2 separate regions of the Mustela erminea genome follow, and region 2 is linked to region 1. Evidence: chromatin contacts called from public Hi-C data. All regions are on one chromosome and are shown on one strand. The core of a region is the stretch at or near the end of the contact, and the rest is flanking DNA. Distances in the headings are between cores, read along the strand shown.

Evidence for each region. A called contact is a pair of places that touch in the nucleus more often than the background predicts.
Region 2: a contact with region 1 is called in a Hi-C map of fibroblasts, with 7 times the contacts expected there. The contact joins the promoter of MORC3 here to the promoter of LOC116597205 in region 1. A contact is called at or near these places in 2 of 3 Hi-C or Micro-C datasets (fibroblasts and skeletal muscle).

What each region holds. Positions count from the first base shown.
Region 1 is chr1:211,554,425-211,561,720 of mMusErm1.Pri, reverse strand. It overlaps LOC116597205 (carbonyl reductase [NADPH] 3), which reads right to left and starts at 5,162. Exons shown (of 3, transcript XM_032354595.1): 1 at 4,667-5,162; 2 at 3,169-3,276. The coding sequence starts at 4,955.
Region 2 is chr1:211,691,322-211,698,423 of mMusErm1.Pri, reverse strand. MORC3 (MORC family CW-type zinc finger protein 3) reads right to left here and starts at 5,257. Exons shown (of 17, transcript XM_032354678.1): 1 at 5,122-5,257. The coding sequence starts at 5,160.

The DNA.
Region 1 (7,296 bases), core at 3,913-6,412:
CTTTCTTAGAAAATGTGCAAGTAGCTCCCCCTAGTGGGAAAACACTTGATTAACCTAGTTCCTCAGAATCTTAAATGAGAAAGAGGGACGACTTTCTTTAAAGATAATGTAACATTAAATAAAATGTGGCTTTTAAGTCAGTTTTGTTTGGGGGAGAAAGTGATTCTCTACCAACCAGGAGGCAATAATCCTCAGCTTTTTGCCCTCCAGGTGAACGCTGAGTTTTACCGAAAAATCATGAATATTCTGTGTGTTGTAAACCAGTCCAGTTTGGGAATTGCTATTAGAAGGTTGTTTAAAGCCAGTCATCACTTGCTCGGGTTGTTGCCTGAGCCTCACCCTCCCCACAGCCACCTTTTATCCTTCAAAAAGGCTTTGTGTGCAATCATTTGGCGTTATGATCCTTCCCTTCCATGGAACTAATTATCCTGATTTGATTGAGGGGCGAAGTCAGGAAACCTGAATACTGTTTCCAGTTCTGTGACTACCTGTCTGTGTTCACATCTTTTTTTTTTTTTTAATATTTATTTATTTATTTGACAGAGAGAGAGAGAGAGAGACCGACCACAAGTAGGCAGAGAGGCAGGCAGAGAGAGAAGGGAAGCAGGTACCCCACTGTGCAGAGAGCCCAATGCGGGGCTCGATCCCAGGACCCTGAGCTGAAGGCAGAGCCTTAACCCTCTGAGCCACCCAGGCGCCCCTTGTGTTCACATCTTTGCATCTCAGTTTCCGACCCAGGAATGTAAGGTTTCTTTAATACCGTGCAGCTTTCAAATTCTAGGATTCTAAAGCCCCTTGAGAGAACACTTCAGACATTTGGTAAAAGGCACACTTACAATGGAATACTATGCAGCTATAAAAAATAAAGCTTTCTGTCCTGATCTAGAAAGAGTCCCAGATAGACTAAGAAAGCACAGCAGCAAACTTTATACTTAATGTTCTCTTTGTGTAAAAAAGAGCAAAAAAATATGCATTTAGATTTGCATTAAAAAAATTCCACCGTGCGGGCATGCTTGGGTGGCTCCGTCAGTTAAGTGTCCAAGTCTTGATCTCAGCTCAGGTCTTTATCTCAGGATGATGAGTTCAAGCCCCAAGATGGGCTCCAGAGAGTCTACTTAAAAAAAAAAAAAAAAAAAAAAAAGAACAAAACAAACCTCCATCCTCTTGGCCCTGGGCACTCACCATCTCCATGCACCCGGACCCAAGGCTTTCTTCAGCCAGTACCTGCTACTCTGCCTGTTGAGTGGGAGCTCAACCCACTAGGAAAGGATAAAGGGAATTGCCTGTAGAGGTCGGGGATGGGAACTGGGCAAGTAGGGGCAGGAGTTCCGATGCAACTCTCACCATGCATCTTTTTAGATTTTTTTTTTAAGATTTTATTTATCTATTGACCAGAGAGAGAGAGAGAGAGAGATCACAAGTAGGCAGAGAGGCAGGCAGAGAGAGAGGGGGAAGCAGGCTCCTTGCTGAGCAGAGAGCCTGATGTGGAGCTCGATCCCAGGACCCTGGGATCATGACCTGAGCCGAAGGCAGAGGCTTAACCCACTGAGCCACCCAGGCACCCCTCTTTTTAGATTTTTTAAGATATTTGCACGAGAGATCATCTTTCTTCAAAATGTTAAAACTGAGAAAAGCACATTTTTATTAAGCAGTTATTTTAATTAAAAATGCATGCATAACAGGAGAAGCAAAGCAATTCTAGACACTGCTCCTTCTAGTCTGACTGGTTGTCTGAGATTTGGAAGCTTTTTAAATGTATTATTTGTTTCAGGCGTACAGATCTGTGATTCATCAGTCTTATACAATACCCAGCGCTCATTAGGACACATACCCCCCCCAATGTCCATCACCCAGTTACCTCACTCCTCTACCCCCGCTCCCCTCCAGCAACCCTCAGTTCGTTTCCTATGATTAAGAGTCGCTTCTGGCTTGTCTCCCTCTCTGGTTTCGTCCTGTTTCATTTTTTCCTCTCTTTCCCTAGGATCCTCTGCCTTGATTCTTAAATTCCACCTGTTAGTGAGATATATGATAATTGTCCAACAAAAGGACATTTCTTTTTTTTTTTAATTAATTAATTTATTTATTTGACAGAGAGAGAAATCACAAGTAGGCAGAGAGGCAGGGAGGGGGGGGGAAGCAGGCTCCCTGCTGAGCAGAGAGCCTGGGCTAGATCCCAGGACCCTGGGATCATGACCCGAGCCGAAGGCAGAGGCTTTAACCCACTGAGCCACCCAGGTGCCCCCAAAAGGACATTTCTAATAAGAACCACAGAGTTCTTCTTCCTAAGAGTCCCAGTTGCCTTTCTGGAGGAAGGGAGTCCTCACGGAAGCCTTCTCTGCCCCCGCCACCCCTCCTCAACTATAGTCTGCTCTACTAGACTCAGTGCTCTGTGGTCAGGATCCTCCCTGTCCACGGTGCTTCCCACTGTGTACCCAGCACCCTGGGTTAGGGTAGGCCCTCCAGTATTTGTGGAAAAAGTAATGAAAAAGTCGTAAAGGTTATTGACTGAATACTTGGGCGTGTGGCTAAGATACTCTGTAATAAACTTCTATGGGAGGTTCTGCATCAGCTTGAGGAAGTGAAGAAAGAAACATGGGGAAAGTCACAAAAATGCTTAAAAAAAAAAAAAAAAAGAAAAGAAAGAGCCTTCCCTCAGACCCCCAAAGAAGCTAGTGTGGCCCCACAACCCTGGGGAGCTAAGAAGGACCCTCTGAGGCTGCTCAGAGGCCAAGAGGCCCTTGGGGACTTCCCGATTATTCTAGGGTTGAGTTTGTGACTTGGCCCCGAAGAGCTTTGCCATATACATATGCCGTTTATTTTTTATTTTTATTTTTTTAAAAGATTTACTTATTTATTTGACAGACAGAGATCACAAACAGGCAGAGAGGCAGGCAGAGAGAGAGAGGGAAGCTGGCTCCCTAACAGCAGAGAGCCCTACGTTGGGCTTGATCCCAAGACCCTGGGATCACAACCCCAGTAGATGGCAGAGGCTACACTGAGCCACCTTTTAAAGCTGAAATGTGCAGGTGAACGCTTAGGAGAAAACAGTGCAGTTTTCTGTGTCCCCCACACAGAGAAATGGCATCCCTAGGTCACTCCTGAAGGACAGCCCCAGTGCCCACTTCTTGTCAAGGGATACAACTTGACAATCCACGTGGTTGGACTTACCATGAGGTTTTATTATCGGCAGTAATTCGATGCAGACATTTCTTGTGGCAAAAAAGTTTGTCTTCAGCGTTATGTCAGCTTGAATGTAGAAGGGTGTTGGATCGTCGGCTTCCAAAAAAAGAAGGAAACAAAGTCACGCATTACCTCCTGAAAGGTACACGACAGGCGCATCTTATCTCTAACTACAGGAAAAACAAGCTAACTTTAAAAGGATTTTTAAACCCCTAGGTCGGTAGTTCCCAAAACTTCAGGCAGGTCTCTGAAGCACCTGCAGGGCGGGTTAAAACACAGTGTTCTGGGCTCCACCCCCCGGAGTTGGGGATGGAGAAGATCTGGGGTGGGGCTCCAGAATGTGCATTTCGAACGCGTTTCCAGGTGACGTGGCAGCTATTTGGTCTAGCCCCACTTTGGGAATTCCCGGCTTTCCCCGGCCGCTGCTCAATCCTGACCGGGTATGGGACGCACCTCGGGATTCTGTTCAAACGCAAACTGTGATTCAGCAGGTGTGGCAGGAGGCCTTAGCGCAGGTGCCGCTCGTGCACGGCCCACCTGGTGGAGGGGGCGGGGGCTTCCAGCCGACGTGCGTTCCAGGAAGCGGAGCACCCAGCTACCAACCCCTCCACCGGCCGCCGAGGTCTGCTGCAGCAGGGGTCTGCCCCTTCCCGCCGGCGCTCGCAGACAGCCCGCAGGCTGACCTGGAGGTGCGGATGCACAGCCTCGGTGAGGGGTCAAGACCGGGGCGGGAATCAGTCGAGGCCTCGCACTAGTTGTGTTTTGTCTCTTGGGTGTCTCTTCCCCACTAGGTTGGTAAATGAGGTTGGCCTATTTCTACCCCAGCACAAGGCAGCTCAACTAATTTTCTCCTTGGAGCAACAGAGAAAGTAACCTCCTTGACTTTCCCCCCCCTCCAAAGATGCTACTTAAAACCCCACTTAGAATGTATGTTTGATGACAACCCTAAATGCCCGGGGGAGGGAACAAGGCTCGCTTCCTTTCTGCCTGAGCCTATCAAAGCTCTCCATTAAACAAAATCTCAAGTCCACTAACGTGCTAAGTGCGCGCCCATCGTGTCTCCGCGATCATTTCCTGTCCCGAGCAGATGCCTCCGGGCATCTATGAATTCACCCTTTCAAGGAAAGCGAAAGCCCGAAGTGAGCTCGGAGACCCCTCGCAAAGAAATTTTTTTCTTTTTTTTTGCATTAGACAGAAAGCTGATGAGTTTAGCAGGGCGTGGCCCCCTCCCAGGAGGCCGGTTTTCTGGCACACTTCAACAGCAGACCGCTCGCGGAGGGCCCTGGGCTGCGCCCCGCCCGCCCTGCGCGAAAGCGAACGGCTCCGGCGACTCCGTGGAAAGCGAACCAACCGCGCGAGGCCACTGCCGAGAGCTTACGGAGAAGCCCGCGCTGCGCTCCGCGGTCATTCGAGTAGGCGAGTGGGGGTTGCCTGTGGCTCTCTGCCCCGAACCCGTGGCGCGCCCAGGGACCCACCGCCGACTTACGCTTGAATGCGATGCCCGCGTTGTTGACCAACACGTTGAGGCCCCCGTACTCCTTGCGCAGGAAGTCGCGCAGGGCGCGGATGCTCTGCAGGTCGTCGATGTCCAGCAGGTGGAAGCGGGGACTGAGGCCCTCGGCCTGGAGCTGCTGCACCGCCGCGCGGCCCCGCGCCTCGTCCCGCGCCGTGAGCACCACGTCCCCTGAGAACTGCCGGCACAGGTCACGCGCGATCGCGAAGCCGATGCCCTTGTTGGCCCCGGTCACCAGCGCCACGCGGCTGCAGGACGACATGGCCGGGGGAGGCACTTGGAGAGCGGACCGGGCTGTGGGCCACCGGGGAGCGCGCTGCAGAGACGCGGACACAGAGAAGCCACAGAGCCCTGAGTTCTGGGATCCAGTGCTGCGACTTCTAGAGAACGAGGCCCCAGCCCTTGGTCCCTCCCCTGCGAGGAGTGGCGGTCTGTTCCCGAAGGTTTCGTAACGGCCCCCTCCCGGGCCCGCCCCTTCCCTGGAGCTGCGCGCTCTGGATCCCGCCCCTGAGTCGAGCGGTGGTCTGCGGGGCGGGAGCGGTGGTAGTTTTTCCCAAAACCGAAGCGGGTGGTGATGAGTCGATGGGTGCTGGAGATGCATTGCATTTGGATCGAAAAAACTATTTTAGGAAAACCCCTAAAGGAGAAAAACAAGGGCTGAGTAATTTTCTTGGGCGTGCGCCTACCATCCACTGCAAAATGAAAATGTTTGCCGTTTCCTCAAATGCGGTGAAATTATTTAGACACGGTAACTGCTTCTATGGTCATGGTGCCCTCTTTTTGCTTAAACTCAAGAAAGAATGAGAGAAAAAAGGTCCAATGAGTGGATTCACGGGTGGGGGTAGGGTTCATCTTTGGGTGTGATTCCCAACGCGCCCCCAAGTGGGAGGGAGTGTTAATGAAGCTCTTGCTGTGTGCCAAGCCTCTTATTGGAATGTTTTTACTTAAACCTTACATAACTCCTGTGGGTGCCAAGTGTCTGAGTTTTAAGTTGTCCAAGGAGGAGGGATATCGATATATTTTTTCCTCCCAGTGAAACCTGTGCATCCACAAAGTTCAAATGAAAATGAATCTCCAGGTGTGTCGAGGTCTGCATAGGCAATTAGGGCCCCCCCCTTCTTTAGCCTAATCTGAAGGTGTTTGATTAGTGACGCTTAAATTTATGGAGAGCTGGGACTTCATTATGACTCAGCTTTTCTCAAGCAGAGCTGGCTAAGCTGCTTGCCTCTGTCACTGTGACTCCAACCTTCCCCAAACCAACAAGGGCGGTCAAGAAGTGGGCTTCTCCTGGGTGGTCCCCTACTGTGGCTCAACCTGCAGGTTTTTCCCCCCTCTAAAAATTATGTGGAACTTTATTTTAAGGAGGTAGGGCTATTCTGGGTTTCTACTTCTTTTTGAGTGAGCTTAATTCGTGGTTTTCAAAAAATTTGTTTATTTCATTGAAGTTGATTGTTTTGACATGAAGTTGTTCATGATGTGCTCTGACTAGTCCTTTTAATATTGGTAGTGACGTCATCTCCCTTATTCCTGATATTGGTCATTTGTGTCTTTCATATTTTTTCTCCTGCTCTGCCTGGGGAAAGGTTTATTGATTTTATGGGTTTTTTCCCCTTCTCAGGGAAACATCTTTTGGTTTTACTGATATTTTTTCTCTATTTTTTTCCAGTTATAATTTTATTCTAACCTTTATTTCCTTTCTTTTGCTCACCTTGGGTTTTGTTTACTTTTTTAGTTTTTCACCATGGATTCTAAGGTCATTAATTTGAGATCTTTCTTCTTTTCTGTAGGTGTTAAGGGCTATTAATTTCCCTTTATTTATATTTATCTTTTTTTGAAAGGGTGGGGGAAAGAGAGAATCTCAAGCAAACTCCATGTTGAGGTGGGAGCCCAATGTGGGGCTCGAGCTCGTGATCCTGAGATCATGACCTGAGCCAAAAAAAAAAAAATCAGATGCTTAACCAGCTGAACCACCCAGGGTCCTATTAATTTCCCTTTAAGTACTGCTGTTGGTAGCATCACATAAATATTCATATGTTGACTTTTCAATTTTAATCAGTTTAAAATACTTCCTAATTTGCTTATTGATATCTTCTCTGGCTTGTATTTAAAAGTTATTTTTAAAATCATTTTTAAAAAATATTTTATTTTTAAGTAATTTCCACACCCAACATGGGGCTCAAACTCACAATCCCTGAGATCAAAAGTTGTATGCTTGGGGCACCTGGGTGGCTCAGTGGGTTAAGCATCTGTCTTCAGCTCAGGTCTTGATCTTAGGGTCCTGGGATGGAGAGCCACAGGCCTGGCTCCCTGCTCAGTGGGGAGTCTGCTGCTCCCTCTGCCCCCTGCCCCTTAGCCCTTCTTCTGCTCATGTGCACATACTACCTCTCTCTCCCAAATAAATAAGTCTTTAAAAAAAAAAAAAAAGTAGCACGCTCTACTGGCTGAGCCAGACAGGAGCCCAGGAAGTGTATTTTTAAAAGTTTTCAAGTATTTGGAGATTTTCCAGATATCTTGCTGTTATTGATTTCTAACTTGATTCCATTGTAATCAGAGAACATACTGTTGTAAGACCTGAATCCTTAAAGAGTTTTAAAAGCTGGGAG
Region 2 (7,102 bases), core at 4,008-6,507, 140 kb before region 1:
TCAATGAATGGGAAAACAAAATGTGGTATATTCATACAAGGGAATAGTATTCCGCCTTGGAAGGAAAAGATCCCTTGACATATGCTACAACTGGATGAACCACCTGAGAACATTATGCTAAGTGAAATAAGCCAGTCACAAAATGACAAATAATTCATGATTACACTTACATGACATACCTACAGTGGTCAAATTCACAGAGAGTAGAATGGTGGCTGCTAGGGGCTATGTGAAGGGAGAATGGAGAATTATTTGTTAATAGATACAGAGTTTTAGTTTTGCAAGATGAAAAGAGTTCTGCAGACTGTACAACAAAGTGAATGTATCTAATAGTACTGAGTTAAATACTTAAAAATGGTCAAGATGGTAAATTTTATGTTAAGTGTATTTTACTACAATAACAAAGAGATAAATACCAAGTCAGCAAACTGAACAACGTGATACTCCCATTTCCTTTTCCCAGCTGAGCTTTCAGGAGAGCTAGCAGCCAGAATTATATATGCCATGGCAAGAGACTAGATGTAGAATTCCTCTCTGGAAAACCGAATGATTTCCAAAAGTTCCATCTGCTCCTTTTACAGTTATGCCAGGCCTTTCTGGATAGCATCTTATTTTTGTTGATCCCACTTTTTAAGAATTACTTTAAAAAATTTTAAAGTGGGACGCCTGGGTGGCTCAGTTGGTTAAGCAGCTGCCTTCGGCTCAGGTCGTGATCCCAGCGTCCTGGGATCGAGTCCCACATCGGGCTCCTTGCTCGGCGGGGAGCCTGCTTCTCCCTCTGCCTCTGCCTGCCATTCTGTCTGCCTGTGCTCGCTCTCTCCCCTCTCTCTCTGATAAATAAATAAAATCTTTAAAAAAAAAAAATTTTTTAAAGTTATTTTTTGAAGCTTTTAAATTCCAATTAGTAAGCATACTGGGTAATATTATTTTCAGGTGCACAATACAGTGATTCAACACTTCCACACAACATCCAGTGCTCATCACAAATTTTTACCTAACTTTAAACAAGCCTATTTTATTTTCAAATACTTCCATGCTTCCATTCTTTAGGCTCTTACAAATACTGACATAGAGTGCCCCCAACAAAACATAACTGATTACTATCTTTCTCATCACCCAACACTGAAGCCCTCCAAAAGAGCTCTACTCATATATGTCCAGTCAGCTGTGCATCTTACTTGGAAATGTAAGCAGGTTAACCATCTCCAGACATTTGAGACTACAAAATTGTAAGACAGAAGCACAAAGAAAAAGGAACAAAGAAAGCACCGGCATGCAGCAAGCAAAAGAAAACTTCAAAAATGCTGTGATCAATATGCTCAGTGATAACAAATATTTTGTCTAGGGGAGATGACTGCTTGATCGAGAGAGAGAGAGAGAGAGTGTGTGTGTGTGTATGTATATATATATATATAATAAGTAGGCTCCATACCCAGTGTGGGGCTTTAACTCACGATCCTGAGATCAATAGTCACACACTCCATTGACTCGGTCAGCCAGACACCCCTGTCCAAGGAAGATTTTAAAAAGACATTCAGGGGGCACCCGGCTGGTGCAGATGGTTAAGTGTCTGACTCTTGGATTCCAGTCAAGTCCTAATTTCTGAGTCTGTTTCAGACTCTCTCTCTCCCTCTCCCCCTTCTCCCTGCTGTGTGCACACGCTCGCTCTCTCTCAAATAAATAAATAGATCTTTTAAAAAAGATATTATTGTTATTTATTAATATAATTATTAATAATATGGTTAATATTAATAATGATGGTTATTAATAATAATGGTTAAATAAATAATAAGAGAAAGGAGAACAAATGGAGGAAATCTCACAGAAAAGAAACAAGTAGGAAAACAGGAGACAAAAGAAAACTGAGAAACAGAGGGAAGAAATATGTCAAATAAATGAGAAAATTTTCCAGATTATTAAGAACTTGAATTTCCAGCCTAAGTGTCCAATACAATACATAGGACTCTACTACAATAAAGCATACTTTTAAATTTCTAAGATATATCATTCTTAATTTAGAATGACAAATCCAGCTAAATGATATATAAAGGGCAAGAAACAATATATCTCCAAGAAATGACACAAAATTTTTTTCTTCCCATGTACTCTGCTCTCAGAAGCTATACCTGTTTTTGGAAGGATGGATGCGCTCCACCACTACCAGGAACAAAAACAGCAAATATTTCCTGGGCACTTACTGCATGCACAAACCTGTTATATGTATTTGCTCCTTTAATGTTTAAAACCACCCTTTGAGGTGCCCGCCCATCCTTCAGATTAGAAACTCAGGCACAAAGAAAGTAAATAATTTGCCAAGGTTACTTATCCATTCGTCAGTCAGGATTTGAACCCAGGCAGGTGGGCTCCAGAGCCCATGCTCTGTCACTTGTCTACTGCACCTGCCAAGGGAGTAAGCTCCAAAAGAGGAATATGTGGGATGGAGGCACAACGAAAGGGGAAGGAAATTTCCAGAAAGATGATAAAGGGAAGTCCCCAAAACACAAGTAAGCCAACAGAACTGACAAAACATTGGGTGTGCTTGAGCACATCTGGAAAAGATTTTCCAGTTCTGTGAAAGTTTGGATAAAAGAGCAAATCTAAGCAAACAAAATACAATTATTAACCTCAGAAAGACAAAACGCTGTACAACAAAGAAAATGCAATCATAGTTCTGGTTGGCTCACTTGTGAATAATGATAAGAGTGATAAATCATACAGCAATTCCACAAAAAAGATAAATGCATTGGAAGGATGGGAGGATGTGAAAAGAGTACGCACAGGTCAGTTAAATCCACAGCAGAACTACCAGAAAACAACAAAACGGTAGCAGCATTTTAACTTAGAGATAGGAAAGCAAAAAGCAAAAATTTAAATGTTTCTGTCATTCTGCATTCTGTCCTTGGATCTCCTGCCCTCCTAAATTAAAATATGCATACATGATTATGGTTCACCCCTTATGTCTTAGGATCTATGACTTTTGACAAATGCATAGACTCATTAATTCCTAGACTCCTAATGAAAGCATCTGACAGCTACACCCAAACAGTGAGCATAGCTGTAGTCAAATGAAATTTATGGAAACTGAAATGTGTATGTCACATAATTTTCCTATGTTGCAAAATACTCTTTTGATTTTTTCCAACTGCTTAAGAGTCATGTTTAAGAATCACACTTGGGATGCTTGGGTGGTTCAGTGGGTGAAAGCCGCTGCCTTCAGCCCAGGTCATGATCCCAGGGTTCTGGGATCGGGGCCCCACATCAGGCTCTCTGCTCCATGGGGAGCCTCCTCTCTCTCTCTCTGCCTACCTCTCTGCCTACTTGTGATCTCTGTCAAATAAATAAAATCTTAAAAAAAAAAACAAAAAAACCTTCTTAGTTTATGGGCCATACAAAAACAGGTGGCAGGCTGGATTTGGCCCATAAGCCGTAGTTTGCCAATTCCTGCCCTAAAGCAAAAAGATGGGTGGAGATACAGTCCAGAAGCTGCAGATGGGAGATTCCGTCAGTGAGGTTCCAAACAGCCCATATTACCCACAAAAGGAATATTTAGCACATGGACAGCTGCTTCACCCAGAAAGCCAGCTAACAATACCGGTCTCTTAACACTGTTTTGACTCTTGCGTTTGCTCCCTTTATCACCTCAGTCTTGAGAACTTAAGACAGCAACACTGGAGAAGCCAGGGAAATGAGAAGAAAATCCTCTTGCAGAAAGAGGACAAAACCACTTCACTCCTTTTCCCCACGACAGGATTCTGGTACAGAACGTGGCCCAATCTGAGAGGGGGAAGGTCTGGGCATTAAACTGAATAAGATATTTTAAATCACATGAGGACAGACTTTACAATACCTGAGGCTAACTGGAAAGCCTTACTTACATATGCCCAGATTCACCCAAGCGTCGAAGACAGGCAAACAATACTTAAACCCAGTGCTAAGAAAGAATAAAGTTGCTCTCTATATTCAAACTACTAAATATTATCTCATTCAACAGGCCAGTTATGTAACCAAAGGACCTTTATTCAGTATAGGTAAAGAACACTTAACGATCAATAAAAATCTCTTTAAGAGAAAATACAAAAATGGGCAAAGGATACAATAGGTGTTTTTTTTAATAAGCTAAATGTGAATAACTTTTAAGGAAATGCAAAATAAACCCAAACACACTTTACATTCATCATACCGAAAAACTGTTCAAGTCCAAGGATACCAGGTGTGGGTAAGAATGATTAAACGAAGAAGTCAGAGGGCAATGCACCAATTTTAAAGCAATAGTATTACCACTCGATCGTTAAATTTAACGAGACTACGGTAGCCATTCTCTGGCAAGAGTCACCAACCTCAAAAGAGGAGGTACACTTCTGCACAACACCAACTTTCGGAGGATCATCAGGAAAGCCACGCCCACATTTTAGGAGGTGAAATTTCATTCTTGTGTGTGACCGCTCCCTACGACTCAGGACTCACAGATACAAGAAACGCTGGAGGGTTTCCAAGAACGCCCCGAAACAGACACGACGGAGAGGCCAGAGAAAACGGGAGAACCCAGTGACTTGGTGATCTGGGCCCGAAGGCTTAACTGGAAGGAAGCGGCAGGAATGTGAACGAATCAGGAAGACCCGTCCCGGCTCGCTTCACCCCGTCCCATCGCCTAGAGGTCAAGGCCGCCTGGCATTTCTGGTCGCGGACTGCCGCTCCCGTTCCCTCCCCCTCCCGCCCCGGGGCGCCCCGCCGGCCCGCGGGCTGGGAAGGGTCAGGGGCCCCCGCGGTCCGAGAGACGGGTGGTGCGGCCACTGAGGCCTCGCCCTCGAACGACAGCTGCTAGGCTGCCAGGAGAGAGCCGGGAGGAGGGGCCGCGGCCCCGGCCCGCCCCAAAGCCGCGGGGGGCAAAACAGAAACCCAGCGCCGAGGAAACGGAACGCAGCCGGGCCCGCACCGCCCGGCCCTGTCCGCCGCCGAGTCGCTCCGCCGACGGGAGCGAGATGGCCGCCCCCTCCCCCGGCCCCGCCGCGGCCCCAGCCGCCGCGCCGACGAGTCGCCACCGCCCACTGCCGGCCCCCCCTCGCTTGCCCGCCTGCCCGCCCTCCTGGGACACGGCCCGCTCCACCCCTCGCGGCTGCTCACCGCGCTGAGGCGGATCCCGCTGGGTGGCTGCGCCGCCATCTTGAGCGAGCTACAAAGCCAGGACCGGCCTCGGCCGCAACCCGACTGGGAGGCGGCCGGGACGACTGTGGAGCCCGCTGAGGCCCGCCCACTTCCGGGGCGGGGCGCGCGGCTGCCCCGCCCGCCCACTTCCGCCTCAGGCGCAGTTGTAAGAGTGTGGGGCAAGTGAACCGCCAGGTTGGTTGAAGCCGTGGGGAACTGGGCTCGAAGCGCTGGGCCCCGCTAGGGAAAGGGCGCATGCGTGAGAGTGGCGGGCGCGAAAGGGACGCGGACGGCCTAACTGGGCCTGGGAAGTTGAGGGTCCGGAGTTTGGGGTCTGTCACGCCGACCGCTGGGGCCCAGAGGGGTAGGTGACCTTGTGCGCTGGGGCCGGGCGAGGCGAGCTCGAGGCGCCTGACGCGGCTGCACGTGCACTGCGCTGAAAGAAGCCGTCCGGGCCCCGCCTGGGTCCGTGTGATTTGAAGCCGTGTTAACGAGACGGAGACGTGGTGCGCTTGGGGTTTGCCCTGGAGGTTCCCAGCCCTCGGCCTGGTGAAGAGAGCCTTTCGCTCGTGCACACTGACGCGCTGTCGACTTTGCGCCGGGGCTTGGGCTGCGGGAGTAGGATCTAGAAACGAGGGAGGCTAGGGCTCTAACACGCTGTAGGTAAACAAAGGGTGGACAGGGTTCTTTAAACCATTTAGGTTTTTCGCTTTTAGTTTTTCCTTTTATCTCTTTGTCCTGATTTTGGGGAGGTATAAGCACATGTCGGGTCTCCAACACTTGTTTTTCATTCATTGAATGTTTTTAACTAAAGAAAAAAAAAAAACCCAAAACCGAGTTAACCCATTTTTCCCACCCACTCCCCACCTGTTGCTTTTTTTTTACTGTAATTCATTTTCTTTGTAAAAATTCCGATAATACGGAAATACAAAACACGAAGTTTACCCGGAATCTCTTCACCAGAACATATGAACAATGTGGTATGCATTATTAGTTCAGGCTTACTATATACTAAATATTATTTCCAGTACAGATTGTCTCGCCACTTGCTACAGTTCTACTTAGCATTTGTCAACCTTACCATGGTGCGGAAATGCTACGCATTCAGTAGAAACTGTAATTGGGGGGCCCCTGGGTGGCTCAGTCAGTGAAGAGTCTGCTTTTCGCTCAGGTCATTATCTCGGGGTTCTGGGATGAAGCCCAGCGCTGGGCTCCGTGTTCCGTGGGGAGCCTGCTTCTCCTCCTCCCTCCGTTACCCGACCCAAGCTCGTGTGCTCTCTCTCTCTCTCTCTCCATCTGCACTCTCTCTTTTAAATAAATAAATAAAATCTTTTTTTAAAAAATAACTGTACTTAGAATTTTGGATTTCGCTCTTTTGCTGGTGTGAAAATTAATAAACAGAAATCTCACTAAAGTGGAGTTGGGAGTTTGCACAGGGTGACCTCTCCTGCCCTACCAGTTTCACCAATTGCAGACCCAACAGGAAGAGACGGACTTGACATTACCTGGACTTGACCTTGGTACTACTTTAATATCTCTGGGGGAAAGAAAAAGCACTTACCTTGTCTCTTACAACCCTGAAACACCTCAGCCAAGAAGCCACTACACTTTGAATTCCCAATTTACCGCAGTGGACTTTTTAGTTTAAAACCGTCTTCTCAACCTACGTCTTCTCTCCTTAAGAAAGGTTACCTCCCCTTTATTCCCTTGACCTGACTCTGGATTTTGCTGCAACTTGTTTGTCTCCGATTACAGTTCTCTTTTATTCTTGAGTAAGCCCATTTTTGCTAGTAAAATAACTGGCGGTTTTTATTTTATTTTTAAAATTAGTACTGGGCTAGCAATATCCGGTATGATCCTCTCTCGTGTTCCTGGGTAGCAGTAAGCTGTAGATCCCAATCAGCCATGCTATCAGAATGAACAACCTATATACACTTAGAACCGTCGCACCCAATCTGGT